Regions from separate parts of the Mus musculus genome. Here all the other regions are linked to region 3. The links are chromatin contacts, called in public ChIA-PET and promoter capture Hi-C maps. All regions are on one chromosome and are shown on one strand. Each heading gives the region's core, a stretch centred on a gene start, on an enhancer-like site or on the middle of the called end of the contact. The rest is flanking DNA. Distances are from core to core; before and after follow the strand shown.

The links. Promoter capture Hi-C pulls out the DNA fragments that hold promoters and counts their contacts. ChIA-PET counts read pairs in DNA pulled down with a chosen protein or histone mark. Capture Hi-C pulls out chosen DNA fragments and counts their contacts.
Region 1: a promoter capture Hi-C map of hematopoietic stem and progenitor cells shows a contact between it and region 3, with 2.1 times the contacts expected there. The contact joins the promoter of Scamp5 here to the promoter of Edc3 in region 3. A contact is called at or near these places in 4 of 39 promoter capture datasets (the C10 cell line, hematopoietic stem and progenitor cells, maxillary cranial neural crest and 1 more), 1 of 484 Hi-C or Micro-C datasets (embryonic stem cells), 2 of 115 datasets of contacts at active chromatin or transcription factors (large pre-B cells and microglia) and 3 of 9 other capture datasets (adipose tissue, liver and pancreatic islet).
Region 2: a contact with region 3 is called in an RNA polymerase II ChIA-PET map of memory CD8 T cells, with 2,597 read pairs. The contact joins the promoter of Ubl7 here to the promoter of Edc3 in region 3. A contact is called at or near these places in 10 of 39 promoter capture datasets (the C10 cell line, the HPC-7 cell line, HPC-7-derived erythroid cells and 8 more), 1 of 484 Hi-C or Micro-C datasets (granulocyte-monocyte progenitors), 5 of 115 datasets of contacts at active chromatin or transcription factors (embryonic stem cells, large pre-B cells, memory CD8 T cells and 2 more) and 4 of 9 other capture datasets (adipose tissue, embryonic stem cells, liver and 1 more).
Region 4: a promoter capture Hi-C map of liver shows a contact between it and region 3. The contact joins the promoter of Cox5a here to the promoter of Edc3 in region 3. A contact is called at or near these places in 6 of 39 promoter capture datasets (the C10 cell line, cranial neural crest, erythroid cells and 3 more), 5 of 484 Hi-C or Micro-C datasets (CD4 T cells, CD8 T cells, CD8 central memory T cells and 2 more), 15 of 115 datasets of contacts at active chromatin or transcription factors (the 230-238 cell line, the SCID.adh cell line, Th17 cells and 10 more) and 3 of 9 other capture datasets (adipose tissue, liver and pancreatic islet).
Region 5: a promoter capture Hi-C map of pancreatic islet shows a contact between it and region 3. The contact joins the promoter of Mpi here to the promoter of Edc3 in region 3. A contact is called at or near these places in 7 of 39 promoter capture datasets (embryonic stem cells, erythroid cells, frontonasal cranial neural crest and 4 more), 3 of 484 Hi-C or Micro-C datasets (B cells, embryonic stem cells and muscle stem cells), 8 of 115 datasets of contacts at active chromatin or transcription factors (the SCID.adh cell line, bone marrow-derived macrophages, craniofacial prominence and 5 more) and 3 of 9 other capture datasets (adipose tissue, liver and pancreatic islet).

Annotation. Positions count from the first base shown.
Region 1 is chr9:57,466,770-57,469,469 of GRCm38.p6, reverse strand. It overlaps Scamp5 (secretory carrier membrane protein 5), which reads left to right and starts at 1,410. Exons shown (of 7, transcript NM_020270.3): 1 at 1,410-1,537.
Region 2 is chr9:57,909,550-57,912,249 of GRCm38.p6, reverse strand. Ubl7 (ubiquitin-like 7 (bone marrow stromal cell-derived)) reads right to left here and starts at 1,264. Exons shown (of 11, transcript NM_001122873.1): 1 at 1,191-1,264.
Region 3 is chr9:57,707,219-57,709,918 of GRCm38.p6, reverse strand. Edc3 (enhancer of mRNA decapping 3) reads right to left here and starts at 1,350. Exons shown (of 7, transcript NM_153799.3): 1 at 1,220-1,350.
Region 4 is chr9:57,519,971-57,522,670 of GRCm38.p6, reverse strand. Cox5a (cytochrome c oxidase subunit 5A) reads right to left here and starts at 1,439. Exons shown (of 5, transcript NM_007747.2): 1 at 1,256-1,439. The coding sequence starts at 1,343.
Region 5 is chr9:57,551,411-57,554,110 of GRCm38.p6, reverse strand. It overlaps Mpi (mannose phosphate isomerase), which reads left to right and starts at 1,359. Exons shown (of 8, transcript NM_025837.2): 1 at 1,359-1,407; 2 at 1,837-1,964. The coding sequence starts at 1,392.

The sequences.
Region 1 (2,700 bases), core at 161-2,660, 240 kb after region 3:
CAGACACGTATGTAGGCAAAACACCCCGCACAAAATATAACAATGAAAAATTATATATAATTTTTATACATCAAAATAATCATAAAAAATAAAAAGAAATTGAAAATAAAAGAGAATCTGGTCTCTGTTTGAAGGCTGGGACTCTTCCTTCTGGCTGGTCTGGTAGCTTCTGCTGCTTCCTGTTCGGCCAGCTCAGCCTCCTTCTGGTCTCTTCTGCACTTGTTCTTGTCTGCTCTTCTCCTCTCCCTCCCTTCCCATGCCAGCTGTGGGAGTGAGGCCCCAGTGCCAGCAGGCTAGAGCCACACAATGGGCCCTTAGTCTGGGCAAAGAATCCCTGCAGTGTATCCCACCCACTGAAGCCCTCTTCCAGGCCCAGGGTGGTGTGGGTGAGGGATCGAAGCCATTGGTTGGCAGGGCAGGGGATGGCCTTGGCTGTGGAGGACCCACAGGGTTTTACTATGTAAACACCACTCACAATGGCAGCTTGTCTTCCTACCCCAGCCCCATGTCGCCAAGGAGTCTCGGAGCTACACTAATTCTGCACTTGTAAGCATTTACCTTGGTCCCTTCTCATTCTTGCTGTTAACATCTGTACATTATTATCTCTTTCCTTCTTCTTCTTTCTTGTCTTTTTTTTTTCAGAGCTATTCCTTATTCTTCTATTCCTTATTTCCCTTCCTTTTTGAGACAGTAGCTCATGTGTATCCTGGTAGTCCAGTACTTCCCCACTTGCTGTGTAGATAAACTGGCTTTGAACTTGCACTGACCCCATTGCCTGTGTCTTGGAAGGGCTAGGAATATTGATGTGAATCAACCCACACACCTGTGCTCTCTCTGTCTCTCTCTGTCTGTCTCTGAGATCTCACTATGTAGCTCCAACTGTCCTGGAACTTATGAAGATTAAGCTGCCTTTGAACTCACAGAGACAAGCACTCTGGATTTGGATCCCCGGAACTGGGGTTATGGTACTACCATATGGGTGCTAGGAATCAAACCCCAACCCTTTGTAAGAGCACAACAAGTACACTTAACCACTGAGCCATTTCTCCAGCCCCTCATCAAGCTGTCTCTTCCTCTTTCCCGGTACATCCCACAGGTCCCTGCGATTGGTATGGGGGTTATTCTTCCCACTTTGCAGATGTGGAAGTTAAGGCACTAGTTGCTGGCACTACTGTATGTTTCTCCTTTCTATGCACTCACTGTGCTCTTGTCCCCAAGGTGCCCACCTAGCACCTGGACGAGGAACGGCCGAATATTTAGCACCACGGACAGCTCCTGCAAGGTGCGGAGGCGCCGGTGCCTTGCTTCTCGCGAGCGCTCGTGGAATAGCCTTACGAGCAGTGTGGGAGTCTCGCGAGAGTGGTTGCAGCAGGCAGGGCGGCACGGGAGCGCGCGGGCCCGCCTCGGACGCGCGCGCACGCTCCCCGCCCCCAATCCGGGAGCCGCTCGCGGCCCGCTCCGCGCCTGATCGCCCGGTGCAGCGCAGCTCAGCGCGGCGCAGCGCGACTACCTTTCTGCAGCCGAGCGGTCGGGGCTGGTGAGTCCTGGGCCTGGAGACCCAAGGAGGGCACTGCGGGGAAGCTACGAGCTGGGTTGGAGAGGTGTCAGCGGCTCCAATTTTCTGCCTTCAAAGAGTCCCTCTTCATTTGAGGGGGTAGGTCGAGCTTCTGGAGAGGTGGGGAGTCGAGGTGACCTTTCCTGCTTGGGGTGGTAAGCGCTCTTTGTACACCCCTAAATCCTCCTCCCCATTCCTGTTTCCTCTTTCCTCTGTCCCCGCAGAGGGAGCCCGGGATTTGGGTGACGTCAGGCCCTTGGATGGAGCCTGGGCTTTGGGCCCTCCACCCCACAAACCCCGAGTTCCACCTGGCATTCCCTGGAAGCCGGCCTCCTCCTTTTGGGATGGCGCATGCGGCCGGGGATGGGAACGTCTGGAATCTAGTGACCGTGGTATCACAAAAGGCACCTGCAGGTGGACCCAAGTTGTACTCATCCCTGGAAGGCCGACCTTTGTACCGCGGGTCTGAGCAGCCTGGTTTTTGGAGGAGGGGGATGGGTGCACTGCCTAGGGCCCGGATACCACCAGGGCTTTGGGGAGTGGGATGGGGGTGCTGGATGTAGCGCATCCAGCATTAGCACCAGTCAGTCACGAGGAAGGAGGGGAGATGTGTAAGAACCAATCCCCGTCCTTGCCTTGAGGTTCTCCTGATCTGGAGTCTGGGGGAGTCAAGTAAGACTAGGACTGATAATTGGTTGTTAAAGGCCGACTTGAGGAGATCAGCAAAGGCCAGGGCTGGAGACAGAGACAAGAGGCAGCAGCTGTCAGGAGGAGACTTTCTGGAGGTGGGATTTGGAAGGAGGCAGAGGCGAGAGAGGGCATCTCAGTGTGGTAATGGACAAAGTTCAGAGGTGGGCATGAAGCACTGCTGCTCCACCCCAGCCTGTCTGTGGTGTGTGTGGGAGGGATGGTCTAGAGAAATGTGCAACCCGTGCGTTACCCATTATGTCTTCTCCATCAGGACTGTGAAAGAGGGAGATGATTCTGGCAGGGCCACGGTTGGCAGAGAGATTTTGCTTGGGGTTGCTAGTTTAGCGTCTGTGGGAACTTGGAGAGATAGGACCAGCTCTCCATTGCTGAGAGAGAACCGTGGCAGGGATGGGCCATCGAAAATGGAGTGTTAGTAGAGGGGATTAGGAGTCCTG
Region 2 (2,700 bases), core at 15-2,514, 200 kb before region 3:
AAAAAAAAGTAAACACAAAAGGCCAATCAGTTGGATAGGAATGTTGTGAGGTTCAAGCAAGATCACCCAACCCTCTCCCTTCTACACACTCATTTCTGGTTTTCTTCTCCAGCTTTTGATTTAGCTATAACAACACTTTAAGGAGGGCCCTTGTCTCTCTTGCCTGCCCTTATCAGAGATCTATAGCACCACCCAATGTCTTATTGTTAAAACACAGATCTAACAAACTTAACTGCTTAGAAGGCCCCCATTAATCCCAAAGCACTTCTATGAACAGGTGGGTGTTAACTCCACAGCCAGATTACAAACCCATTTATTCTGACGCCTACCAGCTTTCTTCAATAGACCCAGCCCTGCCCCTTTATAACAACACACGTAAGTATACTTCATAACAAAGTTGTCCCCTATATGTAACTCTGCTCACCTCCTGTCTTTGCATATAAGTTCTCTTCCCTTTTTGGCCTCTTAGCAAACTCCTACCAAGACCCACACAAACACATCGGTTCCATGCTCTCTTCTTGGTCACACATTCCCTGTTCCCTCAAGGCAAAAGAGCAACACAAATCAATAGATTTGAGGACAAGTCAGCCAGCTTCATTACCAGATGCCAGACTTAGAAAGCTACCTTCTCTTTGCTGCTTTTTCCCTTGTACAACTTATTTACTTCTCAACTTCTCATTGCGTCCCTCATATTTGTGAAACCCCCCCCATTCTTGAAAGCCAAGACTAGAGCTTTTCTAACACAGTCCCCAGCCTGACATATATGAATGCCCACAAAATAAATCTAAAAATTCAAAGGGTGCAAGAGCCTTGTACCGCAAGACCAGTCCTTGTTACAGACACTATTTCTGCCAAAGAGGTCTCTTGCAGTAAAGACAAGGCTAAGAAAAAACTGTGGTGCGACCCAGCGGACTTCAAGGTACTATCCACCTTTAGGTTTAAAGCGAGAAAGGAGGTTTTTGTATACCGATTTCAATCCTCACAACTGTCTCCTGAAACTGGCATCATTGTCCTTATTTTACAGATCAGGAATAAAGACTCAGAAAGCTGAAGTCTCTTGGCCCAAGGTCACAGATACCTAGTCGTGAGTAGGGACAATGTTGACAACCCCACCTCTCTCGTGGGACCAGTTAGCTACTCCGGACCCACGAGAGCCCCGCGCGCCCAGGGAGGGGGCCCAGCGCCCTCACCCGTCCCGCGGAAGGAACCCGGCCGCAGCGAGCCGCCGGTGTAAACACTCACTCTGGTCCTCTTGCCGGAAACCGGAAGCTCCGCGCTGCATTCTGGGGACTATAGTTTTCACTGAGACCCAGCCCCTTATAAATGGCCGTCCAGCAGCTAGTGGCAATGCTTCCGGGTCCTAGGAGGCGTGAGTGCGAGCACGAGCAGTTTGAGGTCCTAGAAGCCAGTAGGTTGTAGCTTTCTGTCAGACACAATTGTACCACCACCTGAGGTAGGGAGACTCAGTGTGGAATTTTCGAAAGCAGCCAATAGCCCGATGATTCCCGCGCTCTCCAGGGATATATGTGAAGCCTGTTGGTTGTCCCGGGTTTGGAGGAGTCCTAGGCCGGAGGGCGAGCCTTCTCCGAGGGGGACGGGTTCCTAAGTGGACAGGCGCCCCGCGGCCCTTCCGATGAAGACGCAGTTCTCCCACGTAGCCAGCCTCTTGTGCTTCTTGCTCCTTTCTCCCAGGAAACCTGCCTTGTGGCAGCGCACCAGGGCGCTAAAAGTTGAGTCCGTAAGGGGAGTGATTAAGTCGGGTTTCTGGCCCACCGCGAACATGCAACAATGGGGTTTATAACACAGTCATTCGTAGAATCAGTTTGGGGAGGGGAATTTCCACTGAACTTTCGTGGAGACACTGCCTGTTTTAGATGGCTGAGAAACTAATGCACAATCAAATTGGATTGAGTTTACACAAAAGTTAGAGTTAGCTAAACTCAAGAGAGAAGTGATTTTTCTCAGAAAGTTCCACAATTAAGGAAAACAATAACCAAAAACAACCAACTTTAAAACTGTGAAGCTGAGGGACGGGTGAGATGGCTCAGCAGGTAAAAGCACTTGCATTCAAACCTGAGGACCTCCCCGGGAACAAATGGTGAAAGGATTGAACTGACTCCCCAAAACTGACCACACACACACACTAATAAAAAAATGTAATTTTAAAAGATAAAGTTCAGGCTGGAGAGAAGGCTCAGCAGTTAAGAGCACTGAGTGCTCTTCCAGAGGTCCTGAGTTCAATTTCCAGCAACCAAGTGGTGACTCACAGCCATCTATAATGGGATCCGGTGCCCTCTTCTGGTGTGTCTGAAGACAGTGACAGTGTATAAAATACATAAATAAATCTTTTTTTTAAAAAAAGTTCATAATAGCTACTGTGTACACAAGTGTAAAAGTTGTATTCTTGCCGGGCGTGGTGGCGCACGCCTTTAAGCCCAGCACTCAGGAGGCAGAGTCAGGCAGATTTCTGAGTTTGAGGCCAGCCTGGTCTACATAGTGAGTTCCAGGACAGCCAGGGCTACACAGAGAAACCCTGTCTCGAAAAACAAAACAAAACAAAAGTTGTATTCTTGTACAGTCCACTCTAGGACAGAACTCGGGTAGTAACTGAGTACAATAGCTTAACAGAGAAAAAGCAAACTACACATACATAATTAACCCTCCTGGTCTTATAAAATATGCATGCTGCTAGAGAGTTTC
Region 3 (2,700 bases), core at 101-2,600:
TCTGAGATGAAACTGCATTTGCCTTTATTAGAAACTGTCAGTCAGGTGTGTTGTGTACATCTATAATCTCAGAAGTCCAGAGGCTAAAGCAGGAGCATTACTCGGTAATAGGGGACCCAAGTGGCCAAATGTCTCAGTAACATCAAAACCAGTAATCCTGGTAGTCAAAGAGTGAAGGCCTTTAATCCCAGCACTCTGGAGGCAGAGGCAGGAGGATCGTTGTGAGTTCCGGGCCAGTTTGACCTACACAGACAATTCTACAGGTTCTCACTATGTAGCTCTAACCTAGAACTATATACTGAGTGCCTGTCACCAAAAAAAGGTCATTCTTTGCAACTACTTTTACTTCAGAGAAACCAAAAACTAAGAATTTTGTGCCCAAACAAAACAGATACATCATTCTCTTTAAAAAAACAAAAATCAAAAAACAAAAAACTGGGTTCCACCTGAGGGTTCCAGATGAGCCACGAATAACTCGGGGATAGTCATTTTGATTGTGGAAAGATTAAGGGTCCTTTTAACTCTGCAACGGGGAGACTGAAAATCAACTAAAGTTGATGAAGACTATTCCTCCAACACACCCCAACACTTAAAACCACAGATCAAGTATTACTAATATCTGCAGTCACAACACAGAAAGGATAACTGCGGCAGTGCATCGAGGGCAGCTAAGTGTGCGTGCGCTCTGGCAGGGCATCACTATCTCTAGTCCCACACCCCAGTCCTTCACAAGTTACACAAGTTCTCATCTACTATGAGGCACTCGCACGACTGGCTATTAACCTCACTGGTCAAAGAAAATGAAGGCAAAGAGCAATGGCTCTTTGAGAAGTCACAGTGGCAACCAAAGCGGGCTTGAGACAGACCAAGCCGTTATTGCCTCCAATCCGAATCCTTGGGCTATACCTAACCCAGTGAGTACCCCACACGCCCGCACGCGCGCACCCCCACAATTTCTGCGCGGGCGCGCGCGCGCACACACAAGGTTCTTGAGCGCGCACGCATATACACACACACACACACACACACACACACACCCGCGCACACACACACACACACCCGCGCGCGCACACACACACACACACACCCGCAGCTCCTGTCCGCCAATATAAAGATCTACAAGGCCGGGAAGCCTGCAGCCTAACAAGCAAACCGAGCTGACCACCCGGAAGCGCCAGCCAACGGGCACCCGCGAACACGCAGCCTTCCTCGTGCTCACCTCCCCGCCGCCTGCCCCCGCCTGCGCTGCACAGCACACCAAGACGACCTCGCTCGCCAAAACCCCACCGAGGGGCTTCACGCCCACCGCCACAGACACAGAAGCAGCCGCCACCTCCGCCGGAAACGCCCCCGCGTCTCGGCCTACCCGGAGTGATGTCACTTCCGTTGACACAGGGCGGAGCCAAGGGGCGGGGCTCCCGGGAAATTTGAGAGCTTGGGGTAATGTTAAGGGTTGATGGACAAGGCAGCTAAGATGTTTTCTGTGTGTGAAATCTGAGTGGAGTAAGAAAGAGAATGGGAGGAAGGAACTATGCTGGCTAGTTTGTCAAATTGACACAAGCTAAAGTTATCTGAAAGGAGGGAACCTCAAATGAGAAAATGGCTCTATAAGATCTGGCTGTAAGTAAGCCTATGCAATATTTCTCTTAATTTGTGACTGAGTGGGGAGGGCCTAGGCTATTGTAACTGGGGCCCTCCCTGAGCTGGTAGTCCTGGGCTTTTTTTCCTGAGAAAAAAGGCTGTGCAAGCATGGGGAGCAAGCCAGTAACCCACACTCTTCAGTGGCCTCTGTACCAGCTCCTGACTCCAAGAACCTTTCTTGATGAATAGTGATATGGAAGTGTAGCTGAATAAACCCTTTCCTTCCCAAATTGATTGTGGTCATGGAGTTTCATCTCAGCAATAGAAATCCAAACTAAGATAAATTGGTACCAGGAGTGGGGTATTGTGAACAGACCAGATCATGTTTCGGAAGGACTTTGGAATTTTAGGCTAGAAAAGCCATGAGAGCTCAGTGAGCTGTTCTGTAGGAGACTGGAAGTTAAGAATGTTGAGAGCACTGCAGATTGCCTGGCTTGTGAAGTTTCGGAGGAAAATTTAAAGACTATTGGGGCCATTTGTTATTTTGAATTAAGATTCTGTGGTTCCAGCCGGGCGTGGTGGTGCACGCCTTTAATCCCAGCACTCGGGAGGCAGAGGCAGGCGGATTTCTGAGTTCGAGGCCAGCCTGGTCTACAAAGTGAGCTCCAGGGCAGCCAGGGCTACACAGAGAAACCCTGTCTCGAAAAACCAAAAAAAAAAAAAAAAAAAAAAAAAAAGATTCTGTGGTTCTGGCTAGGTGGGGCTGGAGAAATGGTTGCGCTTAACAAGAACTACATAGTGAAACTTTTGCCTTGCTGAGATACTCAATACTGTTTGACTAGAGGTGAGAAATTAGTGGTGCTTACGAAAAGAAAAACATTGTTGAGGTGAAATCTCTTTCATTTTTTCTTCTTGGTTTTTCAAGAGAAGGTTTCTCTATGTAGCTCTGGAACTTGCTCTGTAAATCAGGATGGCCTCTGCCTCCCAAGTGCTGGGATTAAAGGCATGCATGCACCACCACTGAGCATGGTTAAATCTTATGGGGAGTATTTCTGAGCACACCAAGAAAGAAAGAGAGAGGGTGAGGAAGGAGGGAGGGAGGAGAAAGAAAATAAGAGA
Region 4 (2,700 bases), core at 190-2,689, 190 kb after region 3:
TTTTATATCTACACACATGAACTAAATCTCATAAAACACTAATGTATCTCAGACCAGGATCCAAGCACACAACTACTGTGATTAAAGTATAATGCCTGTGCCGGGTGTGGTGGCTCCCAAGGTTAATCCCTGCACTTAGGAGGCAAGAGGAATGCAATAAGTTCCTCGATAGCCCTTTTAGTACCATTCTGAGTTCTAGTCTAGTCTGGGCTATAGAGGCCCTGTTTCTAAAATAAAATACTCCTATTTATTTTAGGCCGATGCCGGCCTGGTTTACAAAGAGTTCCAGGACAGCCAGGCTACACAGCTGACACATACCACAACCAAACAAAACCAAAAGTAAGATAGATGTACCGTGCTAAGTGGAGAGGGTCTGAGAACACACCAAGTGGCAGAGCAATTATCTAGCAATGCAGGGCCCTTGGTTCCCCCTCAGCAATGGGGGTGGACAGTGATGGGACACAAAATCTCCTGATCACACAGAAGGGGAAACAAGCAACCAAACATAATACTTCATAAGTCAGCACTGAAGCTTCTCATTTTAAACGGGTGGAGGGGAATCCACGAAGCTTTCCCATGTTTGTACACCCAGTATTCCTCAGTATTTGGTACCCAATCTTGTAAACGTTATCATTCTTTCCATTAATATTTGTCAATGTTCAGGCTCTCTTACAAGCCGCAAGAAACCACACTTTAAATTATCTATTTGAAACGCAGGGCTAAAATGTGGCTCAACAGTCCTCAAACGTGGCCGTACCCAGTTATGAAGGTGACACAAAAATGCCAGCAGAGAATTGCCTGATCAGGGCTAAAAGGGTATTGTGTCCCACTGGGGAATCAAATTGTGTTCTAGGAAACGCAGAGGCGGGCGGCGCGCCCGGAGGCTCAATGTCACCTTCGCCAAGATGCCGCAGGCCGGCGGGGGCCACTCCCGGTCAGGTGGCTGCGGGGTCAGCGCAGGGAACGGTCACGGCCCAGAGACTGAAAGGAAGTGCTGAGCTCGTCCTCGGCGACCCCGGCAAGTCCACACACCTGACTGGCCGCGGGTTCGGCATCAGGAAGTGGCGGGGAGGGAGGCCCGGAGGAGTCTCCTACACGACTCCAGACGGCCGCGGACGCACTGCGGTCACCGGGCTCCAATGCCGGCTCGCAGGGCAAAGGCTAGGCCGCCAGGGAGCCTGCCCTCGAGTGGCGGCGGGAGCCCAGGTCACAGCAAGGACACGCGAGCGAGGGCTGTGGCGGGCGCGGACCTTACCGGCGGCGGGGCTGGGAGCCGAGGCGGGGTGCAGGAGGCCTCGGGCAGCCGCGGCTGCGGTACAGCGACGGAGGGCAGCGGCGAGCATGACGGCGACCACAGCGCACTGGCTGAGGCTGACGAGAAGCCGGTGTGAGCTCGCGGGCGGTACAGCAGTTCGCGGGGGCCGGACTCACGCAGCGACGCACGCTGGGCGGAGCATAAGGCCGGCCCACTGCGGAGCTCGCGCCTACGGAAGCGGGTGGGGCGCCATGCGGTCGCCGGCGGCTACGGCGGCCGTGGAGGACAAACCACGTCGGCGCCGCGCCAAAGCTGGTCCGATGACCCGGGTGACCGTAGTGAACATTCCTGCGTGGGAGGAAAGGCAGGGTGAGCAATGGACAATGTGGATTTGGAATCGCCAACAGAGGAGACTATCACAATTTGGAATTGTAGCGATAATAACGGCAAACTATAATAAGAATAACCGCTTTGCCCCCGCGCGTTGGTGTATGCTATAATTCTAGCCCTCTACAGGCTAAGTATTAGGAATTTCAGGCTCTCTTATGCAACCTGAGTCTCAGAAAAAAAAAAAATCATACTGGGAGTAGTGACTCAAGACAATAATCAACATTTTGGAGGCAGGGGGAAAGGGGATTCAAGGACAGCCTGGGTCACATGATCCTCCCCCACCCACTAAAGCCCAATTATTTACTTTTACCCATTAGGAAACCGACTCAAAAATTACGTTGTTTAGGGTCTAGGAAGATAGACGGTTTAGTGGATAAAGTGCTTTCTGTGGCTCAGTAGTTAATAGTTTATTAACTTTCTGCGCTCTCAGAGGACTCACGTTTACTTCACATCAGGTGGCTCCCAACTGTCTGTAACTCCCGCTCCAAGGGAATCTGACACCCTCTTCTGGACATCACAAGTACCCACATTGTGCTGTGCTATATACTCACACACATACATGTAAATAAACTTTACAAATGAAATGAAGGCACGGATGAATAAGTAAACGAAAAATGAAAAAAATGTACCTTGATTAAACGAGTATGAATCCATGAATTGGCTTTCCTAATCTTGACTTCTCTGAGCCAATTATGGGACATATGTTAGTTATCTTAATTTTATTTTTGGTTATAAGGTGTGGTAGTTATTGAATAAGAATGGCTCCCATAGTCTCATATATTTGAATGCTTGGTCATCAGAGAGTGGCACTATTTGAGAGGGATTAGAAGGTGTGGCCTTGTTGGAAGAAGTGTGTCATTGGGGGTGGGCTTTGGGGTTTCAAAAGCCCATGCAAGGTTCAGAGTCTCTCTCTTCCTGCTACCTTCAAATGTAGAACTCTCAGCTACTTCTCCAGTACCATTCCTGCCGTGCTTTCTGCCTGGATGATAATGGACACTGATCTCTAAAACTGTAAGCCAGCCCCAGTTAAATGCTTACTTTTATAAGAGTTGCTG
Region 5 (2,700 bases), core at 110-2,609, 160 kb after region 3:
AGCTGCCATGTGGGTGCTGGGAATGGAACCTGGGTTCTTTGGGAGAGCAGTGTTATTGCAAACCGTCTCTCTGTCTCCAGCCTCTAATATTCTCTCCAGCGTCTAATATTCTCTATCTCTCTCTCCCTCTCCCTCCCCCTCTCCCCTCCCCCTCTCCCTCCCCTTCTCCCCTCCCCCCTTCCCCTCCCCCTCCCATCTCCCCTCTCTCCTCTCTCTCCAGTTCCCAGGAGCTTTGGCAGCTGAGAGTCTGGGTCTCCAGCTGGGTTCTCTCCTTGTAGGCTGTTGTGGAGGTCCGGATGGCAGAGACTTTCTACAGAGGATGTAACAAGATTACTCTAACAAAAGTCCATCCCCTGCCTTCCCTGTGCAGGGTTCCTGGGGACGCCTCCTCTCTGTCCTATGCACAGCTTGTGAGCAGCTCAGACTGGAGGAGTGCTGGGTTCTGGAATCACCTAGGATGGGAGGGTCAGAGGGACACAGCACTGACTGCTTTACAGTCCTCTTAGGTCCTACAATAAATCTGGTAGATCTATACATTACTATCCCCATTCTACAGAGCAAGAAACAGAAGTTCATAGGGGGTGGAAGAGGGTAGTAACATCTGCGACCACCATCATAGTTACATCACACCAATAACCTTCTAACCACTGGCACTCAGGGGAACCTCTAAAATCCTCATGAAAGCACATGACCCTATACATCGCGTGTTTTGCTTGACCCCCTTTCCTTCGCTGTACGTGCACGCATATGTGCGTGCGTGCGTGCCTGCCTGCCTCCCTGCCTTTGTGTGTCCCTTTGCCCAGATAGTGTTGACCTCTTTGTTATTTAATCGTGTACAGTATAGGCACATTCCCAAGTTCCAGCACTAGAGATTCTTGCTAGCTCTTTCTTCTGCCAGGAACACTCTTCACTCTTCCTCAAATCTCTCCTTTTTACCCAGATGACCGTTGTAACAGGGCTGGTCTCAAACTCAAGACAAGCTTTCTGCTTTGGCTCCCTAACTACAGGAATTATAGGAGTGTGCCACTATGCTTCGCTATTTATTGCCTTTTAACACACTGATAAGATTTATTGAATTACTTCCCTTCTCTAGACTAAAGGCCCCGAAAAAGCACAAAAGTAGTGCTATTTTGTTCTCTGATGTATGCTTGGAACAATCTGTGATACTTAGCGAGTTCTCAGTATTTACATACGGGTAAAAGAAGGCTGAAGCAGGACTGTTGAAATCAAGAGTTAGGGATAATGCTTTTAGGCAACAGAATCTCCTGACTGCTCAGGGAAGAGGCGGTGGGCTCTGCAAACTACATTTCCCGTGAAGCTCCGCGCGCAGAAAAAGCGGAGGCTGCTGGGAAGAACTTAACGTTCCTGAAGCCGGGTTTCAGGCAACTGGGATGGCGAGTCCGCGAGGTGAGCCGTTTACCCATGTTAGCTATCTTGGTGGTGGTCGCGTCCTGGGGACCTATACTGGCAAGACCTAGCGGATCGTGACCATTTCTGTGGTCGCTGAGCACAAGGATAGGATCTGGGGTGGGTAGTATAGCCGGGGGTCGTATCACTCGAATCACTTCGGGACTGACCGCTTGCAGAGAAATGAGTCGTTAGTTCCTTTTCCTTCCCCATCACCCCAACTCAATTCTTTTCCGTGGCAGAGAAGATCCGTATCTGCCAATCTCACAGATAGGAATATCGACGATTGTGGAAGAGAGGAGTGACCTTCCACAAGTCATAGACTCTACGTCTATGGCCTTAGAGTCCCCTCCCCCATTCCTGGTTCCCCAGCACTAGGGCCAGGTCTGAAGAGTGGAATGGCAGCTAACCTTCTGTCTGTGTCCCCAGTGTTCCCACTTTCCTGTGTGGTGCAGCAGTATGCCTGGGGGAAGGTGGGCTCCAAAAGTGAAGTGGCATGCCTGCTGGCTAGCAGTGATCCACTGGCCCAGATTTCAGAGGACAAGCCATATGCAGAGGTAAGACCCTGACTGCACATCAGTCCACTTTACCGTGAGACCAAAGGATCTGACACAAGCCATATGGATCAGTTGGGAGGAATCTCTGTAGCGTGTAGATATTCTCTTGGTTCTGGGATCAGTGCAAATACATGCACAAAGAAAGCGTAATCAGAGCATTGCAATCACACAACTAGGGAGGTTGAAGGAGGAGAATCTGTCTGATCTCTCCTCCAAGATCCTGCCTCATATAAGAGAGGATAAAATATCTGGGACAGCCCGCCACACGCACACACAGAGGGGGGTGGAGAGAGAGAGAGAGAGAGAGTGTTAGTTTCTTTATGTGTTTATCTGTCTTGAAACTTGTTCTGTAGACTAGGCTGGCCTTTAACTCAAGAGATCTGGCTGCCTCTGCTTCCTGAGTGCTGGGATCAAAGGTATGCACCACCACACATAGCTTAAACATGTGTCATTTCTTGTATCCTAGTAGATCTAGCTCTTACTGAATCTTCATTTGTTTTGATTTTTTTTTTTTTTTTCTTTTCAAGACAGGGTTTCTCTGTGTAGCCCTGGCTGTCCTGGAACTCACTCTTGTAGACCAGGCTGGCCTCGAACTCAGAAATCCACCTGCCTCTGCCTCCCAAGCGCTGGGATTAAAGGCGTGCGTCACCACACCCGGCTTTGTTTTGATTTTTTGAGAACTTGTCTCAGAGTGCCCAGGCTGGCTTCAAACTTGCTGTACAATTGAGAAAGACCT